Regions from separate parts of the Bicyclus anynana genome. Here region 1 is linked to region 2. Evidence: chromatin contacts called from public Hi-C data. All regions are on one chromosome and are shown on one strand. Each heading gives the region's core, a stretch centred on a gene start, on an enhancer-like site or on the middle of the called end of the contact. The rest is flanking DNA. Distances are from core to core; before and after follow the strand shown. Region 1 overlaps LOC112045056. Region 2 holds the start of LOC112045056.

What was found. Hi-C and Micro-C count contacts between places; a contact is called where the count stands out from the background.
Region 1: a Hi-C map of whole body shows a contact between it and region 2, with 8 times the contacts expected there. The contact joins the enhancer-like site here to the promoter of LOC112045056 in region 2. A contact is called at or near these places in 2 of 2 Hi-C or Micro-C datasets (whole body and whole larva).

Annotation. Positions count from the first base shown.
Region 1 is chr7:355,296-360,849 of ilBicAnyn1.1, reverse strand. LOC112045056 reads right to left here. Exons shown (of 3, transcript XM_024081110.2): 3 at 3,906-5,554. LOC112045055 (a long non-coding RNA gene) reads left to right here. Exons shown (of 4, transcript XR_008250970.1): 4 at 1-103. Among protein-coding and RNA genes, the nearest start is that of LOC112045055, 35 kb to the left of the region's middle. Within about 2 kb of position 3,534, at least 7 of the 8 cell types and tissues checked have open chromatin away from gene starts, as enhancers often do.
Region 2 is chr7:290,080-295,057 of ilBicAnyn1.1, reverse strand. It overlaps LOC112045056, which reads right to left and starts at 3,528. Exons shown (of 3, transcript XM_024081110.2): 1 at 3,397-3,528.

The DNA of each region.
Region 1 (5,554 bases), core at 2,285-4,784, 66 kb before region 2:
GCGGTGGTAGATTTTTCAAAATTAAAAATAAATGATAATAAAATGTAAATGAGAAAAAGCATATAAAAAGTAATAACTGAAATAAAAAGTTAATTTTGATGAATTCACTCGTTTCATTCAATATCCCAATTTTCAAAATTAAAAATGTGAAACTACCCCTATTGTTTTATTTCCCATCCCTATAATATTAAGCAAAATAATATAGTCCGCATCATGTAAGATTGCCGTTCTGAAATATATTTTCTGACTACACATGTAAATACATGTAGATAGTTTAATTTTGACTTGTTTATGTAGTACAATTCGTACTTGACTTCAGTGGGTCACTTTCATGATGCGATCATGCAAACGGCTTGAGATCGTAAATCGAATGCCAATCCACTCCATTATATTTAAAGTTTAGATAAAAGTACGGAGATGGTACCACTTGACCAATACCTAACTCTGAAAGTTAAATTATTATACGATCTCTACAAATTATACGACGAATACATATTATTATACGATCTCAAAACAATATACTCAAACGCGAACTTATTTAGATTATGTAAAAAGTTACTCAAAAATTTTCAAACGTGTTTGTATTCTTGCGAAATCGTTACACATCAAACAGAGAATAATTGAGCAATATATCAATTAAAATCACGCGAGTCCCTTCGTCAAAAGTTTAAAGAAATAGGTATACTAACAGTAGCCTGTCAATATATATATATTAACATTTATATTATATTATATTATATATTTATATTATATTATTATATTATTATTTATATATTAACAGTATAGTATATGCAAGACAAATATTAATTTGTACAATCGAAAAGGAGATTTACTAGACACGGGCATAAGTTAGTTATTTCTGCATACCTATCGTCCCCAAAGAGTAAAAAAATCTTTTGTAGGTTTGGGTGTACTCTTCTATAACAAGATCCCCAAGACTGTGATGGACCTGCCAATGCATAGCTTTAAGCAATGTGTTAAAAAACATTTACTTAGTCGAGGTTACTACAACATTGATGAGTTTCAAAGATAAAAGCGCTTGGAGGCCATTGGATCAGCTTCCACCTTCACACAGGAAATAAAACGATAAGAAATTGTAATTGTTATCAATTGTAAATTATAATACTTACTGTATGACTTTTTCAAAAGAGCAACTGTTGAGTTTCTTGCCGGTATCTTCTCAACAGAACCTGCCTTCTGAAGCGGTGGTAGAATCTTTACAAATAGTCAACTGACGTATCAAAAGTGCTTGTAAACTGAGCCTACTTGAAATAAATGATTTTTGATTTGATCTAACTGCGAGTAGATAGGTTCCTATGGAAAGAGAATATTTTTCAATCGATCGTCAGTCATCATCAACCCATATTCGGCTCACTGCTGAGTTCGAGTCTCCTTTCAGAATGAGAGGGGTTAGGCTAATAGTCCACCACGCTGGCCCAGTGCGGATTGGCAGACTTTACACGCAGGTAATTAAGAAAATTCTCTGGTATCCTCACGATGTTTTTCCTTCACCGTTTGAGACGCGTGATATTTAATTTCTTAAAATGCACATAACTGAAAAGTTGGAGGTGGAGGCCCCGGACCGGATTCGAACCTACACCCTCCGGAATCGGAGGCAGAGCTCTTATCCACTGGGCTATCACGGCTCATTTTTTCCAATGATTGTAGGTAATGTAAATCTATGGTCTCCAGAGTATCGATGTTTCATACTTGTAATCGTGTTCGTCGGTGAAAGAGCTCCGTAATAAAAATTTTATTAAAAAAAATTCAACCGACTTCCAACTCTAAAATTAAACTAAACTAAAAAGCAAAAAATACCATCTTACCTATGTGCTACCTTCTGATCAGTTTGAAGGCGGTGCCAAGCCAGTGATGTTTTAATTCAAGCCATTTAAATTACACAATTTCTATGGTTCTTTCAGAAACGGCTTTAATTAAAACATGACACTGGATTGGCACCGCCTTCAAACTGATCAGAAGGTAGCACATAGGTAAGATGTTATTTTTTGTTTTTTAGTTTAGTTTAATTTTAGAGTTGGAAGTCAGTAGAATTTTTTTTAATAAAATTTTTATTTTTTAATTTTTAGTGTTAGCACACCTAACTGAGTGTGAACAAAAATTAATGAGCAATTAGTTGAAACGTTATTTTCTTATGATAAGTATTTAAGTCCTACAATCCCAATTTTACTACCTTAACTCATACTCACCAAATACTACCTTAACTCATATACAAAATTTCACTCCCCCCTTTATCCACACGTAATATGAATATTCAGAAAAACGTGAAAGGTGACTGTCTTCCGCCTTCATCACCAGACCCCCTATGCAGTCACAATCTATATGGGTGGAAAGTTCTCATCAATATAAAATTTATCAAGTCCAAACACAAGGTAGCTACTGTGAACCGTCGAGGAGTTCCCTTAACTCTCCTTCATCTTCATCACCAGACCTTTAATACAGTCACAACCTATCCAGGTGGAAAGTTCTCATCAATACAAAATTATCAAGTCAAAACACAAGGTAGCTACTGTGAACAGTCGAGGAGTTCCCTTAACTATTCTTCGTCTTCATCACCAGACCCCTAATACAGTCACAACCCATCTAGGTGGAAAGTTCTCATCAATACAAATTTATCAAGTCCAAACACAAGGTAGCTACTGTGAACCGTCGAGGAGTTCTCTTCACTGTCCTTTGTCTTCATCATCAGACCCTTAATACAGTCACAACCCATCTAGGTGGAAAGTTCTCATCAATACAAATTTATCAAGTCCAAACACAAGGTAGCTACTGTGAACCGTCGAGGAGTTCTCTTCACTGTCCTTTGTCTTCATCATCAGACCCTTAATACAGTCACAACCCATCTAGGTGGAAAGTTCTCATCAATACAAATTTATCAAATTCAAACACAAGGTAGCTACTGTGAACCGTCGAGGAGTTCTCTTCACTGTCCTTGTCTTCATCATCAGACCCTTAATACAGTCACAACCCATCTAGGTGGAAAGTTCTCATCAATACAAATAAATCAAACCCAAACAAAAGGTACCTGCTGTAAATCGTTGACGAGTTCCATCGTCTGTGTATCAGCTCCATCATCAGACCAACTCCAGACCTTCATAAAATTGTAGTGGTTTAAAATACCTTATGGAAACACTAACAAACGCACTAGCCGTCTCTACGATTTTCGAAAGTTCCTCTCGATTTCTCCAGGATGCCATCATCAGATCCTGACATGAAAAAAATGGGACCACCCTGGAATCAAACCTTTCAAAACAAAAAAAAAAAATTTAAAATCGGTCCACAAATGACGGAATTATCGCTGGACATACATAAAAAAAAAAAAAAACATACATACAGCCGAACGTAGAACCTCCTCCTTTTTGGAAGTCGGTTAAAAATAACTTTTTGGGTACCTACCTAGTTGAATGGTGTAAAAACTGGCAAAATCTTCTAGTTCAGCTGTATAAGATATATATATCAAATCTAAGCTCGTTTTCCTCAGAAAATGATAGACAATCTTGGTCGTGAATTTGGGTCATTCTATAATTAGTCTGAGTAATGAGTTCAGTGGTTTGAATTATCAACTGCCATCTATTGTACAGTAGTGGAAACTTCACAAGATAAAACTTATAGATTTCCGATTCGGTACAAGTACATTATAATTCTATGGTAAAACTGATAGTATATTTTATATGGCCGGGGGGGGGGGGGGGGGAGGGGGACAATAATATTTTAGACAAACATTTTCTTTTGAAAAATGCAACCATTCCATCAGTATTTTCTTATGACGTTGTCACGTTCAACTATCGTCAGTAAACCGACTTTACAGACAACCGATTGTTACTTGCGACAATTTCATACATGTCCGGGATGTGGAGCAGTAAAGGAATAAAATAAGAAACAAAATAAAATGTGTAAAATTATTTTATATTGCAATAATAGTCATTAACGTAAAAACAAGGAAACGCTACGTTACACCTACTAAGTTACCGCTTACGATATCTTTACATCTAACTACGTACTACAACTTATCAGTTACATCACATGTACAATGAGATTAATTTTTTATATAGCAAAAGGTTTCATTAAAAGCAGTTCGTAGCCTGTGATGTCGACATCTATATTTTATTCGCTGACAAGTTAGCGCTCAATGCCGCCTGAAGGTAAGTGACGGTGCAATTTTTCCTTCTCGATGATGTTTTACGTATAAATATGTATGGGATAGTAACAATTATTTATCCCTTAATATCAGAACGCTAAATCACTTACAGAACCTACGGTCTTAGCCAGCCACGACGGAAGCTGCCTAAACTTTAGCCCATCAAAAAATAATAAAATCATTTAAAGACTCCCACCGAGAATCGTTCCCAGAACCTTCCACGTGTTTCCATTCGTAGAGTGATGAGATGCGTAAGAAAGAACTACTTTTATCTAATTGTAGGAAAGAAAGTCATTTAAAATATAGTAAATGTTTTTTTTAATAACTCATTAATAACAGACTCCCCTCAGGATTATGCGAATAATTCAAATTTTACTATCCTCTGATAGATGGCGCTAGTAATCCAATTGAAGTTAAACAATTATGATTGTTATTGATTTTAACGTAAATAATTATTTAAAGATTGTACCATAATGCCAAGACCTTTAACAAATCAGTTAGCAATAGAAAAATGGCAACAGACGAACATACATATATACACACTTGTTAGCTGTTGCCAAAAATGCACATCACTTTGTCTCCGTTTCATAAACTATTAAAATAATGTATAAAATCCCTATTTAATTCCATTTTAACAAGCGCCTTACTATTATTATTATGCATATTTATTATTATGATCTAGATATTTTAAATCGAATATTAAATAGATAGTAAAACAGTTGTAAAAAGACATTACTTGTTAATTCGGTTTTACGCAAATATCTTAATTTTGTTGAAAAGGACTCTTGCAGGCTTGATAAAATAGGGACATTTTTGAAGGTAGAAGTAGAAATATCTCTGTGTGTGAACATTTAAATAGAGAGGGCGCTACTGTAGCACGAGGGTAAAATCTCTTTTAAGCCGGATAGACTACTTTAGTATTTCAGTCAAGTACGAACAATTTTTGGGCGGTAAATCCTAAAATAGTTCGTACTCGACTAAAATACTAAAGTAGACCGAATTAGGCGTTAGTTCCAACATCAACATCCATAATGAAGTATTCGAACTCGGCACTCTCTTTGCGATTGCTTTAATCGCAATGTATTAAGTAGGTACCCCTAAAACAAAAACAATAATTACAAGTGGGCACTTATGCTAATAGACACGATATGATTTACCCTTCCTAAAGAAATGTTTTAAATATTTGTGTAAAAACCAAATTAACAATATTTACTATAGCAGCCATTAGACGTACCTAGAATATAATATAAATGTAACACCGATTATTAAATCTATTACAAAAGACATCAAATAGGTATAAAATATGTAAAATGCAGTCTTCGCATAGTTTCCTTAGAGGTATGCTTTAAAAAATTGCATTATGTAAAAAAGTAGTTGGAAAAAGTTCAGAGTTTATGA
Region 2 (4,978 bases), core at 2,279-4,778:
ACTTCACTTTTGATAATACTACACGGTGCTGCGATTGTATCGAATAAGAGTTTTAGAATTTGAATCTACTCGTACTTGACTACGGCGTTTTTTAATCTAGCTTAGGAGTTAGGGTTTTTCAATCTATTAGTAAGTGAATAAATTCCGATGCCGATGGTCGTTGGTCCCAAGGTGCCGGAATGGCGACCCCCCCACGGCCCACTATAAAGCTCAGTGTCGACACCCCTCGCCAAGTGATGACTGACGATGTCGACGATCGACGAACAAGCGAGTCGCAGGGATTTGCTGGATGCAGGCGGCTCAGGATCGTGATGTTTGGAAGACCCTACAAAAGGCCTATGTCCTGCAGTGGACGTCCATCGGCTGATATGATGATGATGATGTGAATAAATTGTATATATTATGTTTTAATATATTAGTTAGTCAGATTTTCTCAAAGAAAGCGATAGCTCTATGGTATGGCGTACGACAATATCGCAGCGACGTGGTCCGAACCCATTTCTTCTTAGATGACCATGGTTTATGGTTAAGGAATATAAACTTTTAACGTGGATCTTTTGAAGCTTCTTTTGACTGTGTTGTGTTTGTGTATGTTTGTCAAACAGTCTAACAAAAGTATAGGCATTTTAAAGTATTTCTTGTCTACGGCTAGCACGCCTAGGTTTACTATAAAGTTTTTCTTATATCAGCGTCTAGCACGCCTAGGTTATTCATCATTCACCGTTTTCCTATTAATTAAAGCAGAGCAACTGGACCACAGATTAATAGTATTAATAGTTTAATGATATGACGGTGTTCATGAATGATACATGAGTCACAGCGGCGGAACGCTTCCTAGAACAAAAACCGCATTTGTAATGAAAATCTCAAATAACGCGAGAATTATTCAAGACAGTTGCAAAAACCAAGGGTAGAGTAACTGAGAGTTGGTATTAACTTTATTTTATACTAGGGTTCCTTGTTGAGCCTAAAACCCAAAAAACGAGCTTTTGTAAGCGTTGCAATGCGGATTTTTTCAACTGATACCTTCGAAAGCTCTTTTCAGTGCACGGTGCATTGCATTTGCTAAATTTTTAATCGGGGATTTGATTTTCAATGAAATGCTTTACAAAAATAGGAATATACCGAATTTTTCATCATCTACGCCTTACGTTTACCACAACGCGTTATGCGACGTCTTCCTTACATCCTGTCCTGGGTTTGAATCCTGGGCCGGGCTAGTGAAATACTGAGTACGTCATGGCCGGAGACGGGCATTCCCCTTTTCAGTTAAATCATCAGCCCTATCCATACTAATTTTATAAAGCTGAGGAGTTTGTTTGTTTCATTGATTGAACGTGTTAATCTCAGGAACTACTGGTCCGATTTAAAAAATCTTTCAGTGTTAGATAGCCCATTTATCGAGGAAGTCTATAGGCCATGTATAATCCCCGTATTTCTACGGCAACGGGAACCACGCGGGTGAAACCGCGCGGCGTAAGCTAGTCCTATAATATAGCCCTGTATCCTAAGGAGTCGTCGCTTTATTATCATAATTCAAAGTTTATTCATATACCACGTATGACACGCCGGTTCGTTACAGTCACAAGTCCAACAAATTAATGATACAATCTTGAGCGTAACGTTTCCTGCAAGTGATCATCACATTAATAACAATAAAATCCACAATTACTCGAGAATAACTATATTTGCCGTGTTTTTTATTGTAATTAGTGACACAGAATGCCACAAAAACCAGAGTTAATTTTATCGTGCACAAAAATTTATATATTTTTTCGTTTGAAATCGCTAAACCTTGGCAACGTAATAAGCCAGTGCAATAAGTTTAAGTCAAAATTCAATTAGACGTAAAATGAAAAACCGCGTTAAGTATAGTTTTTGTAATATCTTTTTTATAGTTCAATAAACAATTCTTTGTTCTCGCTCGCAACGAATAAGCTGTTATTTTATAGTTAAATGTAAACTTGTAAATTAAAAGATTATAAATGTGTACCGTGAAATGAGTTTTGGTTTAGTCTCTGTTTTAATTGCGGAAATCTTTTTACCTTCGACGTAAAAGTGAGGTATACGTTTGACTCTATTTGTGGCAACGTAGTTTTTAAATTACTGGACCTATTATGATGCAGATTGTTTTGTTCCATAGATGGTTCATGGCTATAAACGATGAAGATGAAGACGAACCGAAGATATCGTATTTTAATTTTTAACATCTTGTTATTTGTTTTAATTGGGAGATGCTGATTAGTTTTGATTTATTAACTAAATTAATATTATTATTACTCAACATCTGATCATTAAAAAGTCATGGTAAGCACGCTAACCCACATTCGAGTAGTGTGGTGAGCAGAAGTTCCATATTTCCTTTAATGAGGGATGCCTGACCTTATAGCGGGCATAAATGATGACTGATAATGATGAAATTTAAAAAGGAGGTCAGGAATCCGGATCATTATAATATGTACCTATGTGTGATTGTCCGCGATGTTCTCAAAAACTTAGGTACAGATGTGATTGGATTTTCATTATTAATTTTATAAGGGAAAATTTTAGTGTATCGTTTTTCACTAAAAAAATCTTAGAAACGAACAGAAAAACTTGCAGAAGGAATTGCACCAGCAATCCCTTGCAACTATGTAGTCGCCGCCGACCAGGTCTCCCGGATGTAGGTAAGTCAGATCCAATCAAGTTATAGTCGTTGTACTAGGTAATTGCTTGCAGTCGATTATTGCTATAAGTCCTACAAATTGTTGCTATAATTGAGATAACATTGTTTAAATTACTAATTACTAACCGCGACTTCGCTCGTAAAAATCCGTTTAATTGTTCTTTTCCAACTTAATCTACCTATCTACTGTGAGATTAAGTATTCATCAGCCTTTTAAGTTCTATTTTCCCTACAGGTCTAGACTATGAATCATCATAGACTATAAATTCATCGAAATTGGTTCAGCAGTTATAGGTACTTTCGCAATCATAATTTTAATTTTAGTATGGCCTAATCTTGATCTTATAAATGTAATATTTTATTAATTTTATCGGACTAAATCTCGTTAAAACAAACAATTTAATTCCAAGTTCAAAAACACTATTTTCAGGCACCTTACAGTGATATAGGTTCAATATTTCATTAAGTTATCAAGTAACTTGTTGGTAATAGGTATATAGATTACCTATATCTAATGTTAGATGTACCTATAGATAGTCCATTTTATCCACTGAAGATTAATTAATAAATCTGTTAAATTATCTGTAACTAAACACAAAACAACTTAATGTTGTAAAGAACAAACCAAAACATTGACACCTCCCTGGTTCCTAACCTCTCGCACTCAATACACAACACTTTCGGGAGCTTTGACCTTTGAATAGTGACGTCAATACGCAATAAGTACTTACAGAAATAATAATCCAAAGTCCACACTTGATAAGTATAAGACACAGCACGATTTTTATACAAAAAAGTCAACTTTTTTATATCGCCACTGATTTCGACGCGAGCTAGCGTTCATTCGCTGACGAGGTCGGAGGAGGACTGAGGCTGGCCCTCACGGAGAGGAAAGAGGGGCTAAACCTCCGTACAACGTTACTAAATGTTACTATCACGCACTACGTCGATTTTTACTTAATTTGCGCGTACATTGCTCGGCCAAACCTACATCTATCAATTCTAGTTATTTTACAAAGAGCAATGGAATTCAGTAACTTTTCAGCAATGAAAGGGTTTTTTACGATCTGTAGTGCACTCGTTTTCAGGTTCAGGATGTTTTTGATCGATTTGGGCAAATTAAATACGCCAGTAACGCTGCAAATCTATAAATATTTCAATTATCTTCTCAAAGTTCAAAAGAAAAATGTTTGTTACGTTTGTGTCTCCAGACACAAACTATTCTAAAATTAGATGACCTAATTCGATTTTTACGATTTTATTTTTTATAGATAATCGATTCCTTATTTCCTTATCTGTTAAAGATAGAGTCACCTACATATAAAGCATACCTATTTTCAATATCAATTTTCCTCGGCACAATGTGAGAAATTATGTCTTTCGAAAAACACCGTTAAGTATATTTTGGAAGAGAATTATAAGGGTATCTTACAAACGGTTGCCATAAAGCTTTCTGTGTTCAGTGTTCTGATGACTGAAAGAATTCTTCATGATATACCAGAGAAAAAATACGTTTTATATTTAGAAAGTTGAGGATTTGGACCCTGGACACCTGTACTTACCATAACGGTCCAAAGTCCATAGTTGGTATCGTACTTACCTATAGTAAGATTATGTTCACTAGCTAAATGCATTCCTAAAAGTAGGAGTACGTATGGCGTTCGCAGGCTCTCAACCCACAGGCCCTATTTAAATAAAACGCATTTTGAATTTGAATTTTATGGCAAATATAAGATTAAGAATACGAAGGCATTTATTTTCACAAATGAAATTTTCTCCAATCGTAATAGCCTTGAGAAGACATAAATAAAGTATTTGACAGTCTGTAGTATTGGGAAATGATATTAAGGTCCCCCTCGTCTTGAGGGGAATTCCCTCGGAGTCAATGTCCGCGCCAATCGAATGGTTACGGATTACTTATCCGAAGACACGGGGGTTATGTTATTCGAAGTGATCAATCAGTCGTATTGGAGGGTAGCTGGAGCTGTGACAGTACTAACTTAAGTTTATTGCATTTTTAGTCCACGTTTTAGTCCGCCCACGTGAAGATAGTTATGGATAGTAAGTATAACAGAGGAGATAGTAACAGAGCAACACTTCGCAGGGCGTGCATATGCAAGTAGCAATGCCTGCAGACGTCCTACAATGCCCCCTACCCGTCAACCTGACGGCCTCCGTGGCGCAGTGGTATGCGCGATGGATTTACAAGACGGAGGTCCTGGGTTCGATCCCCGGCTGGGCAGATTGAGATTTTCTTAATTTGTCCAGGTCTGGCTGGTTACCACCCTACCGGCAAAGACGTATCTCTAAGCG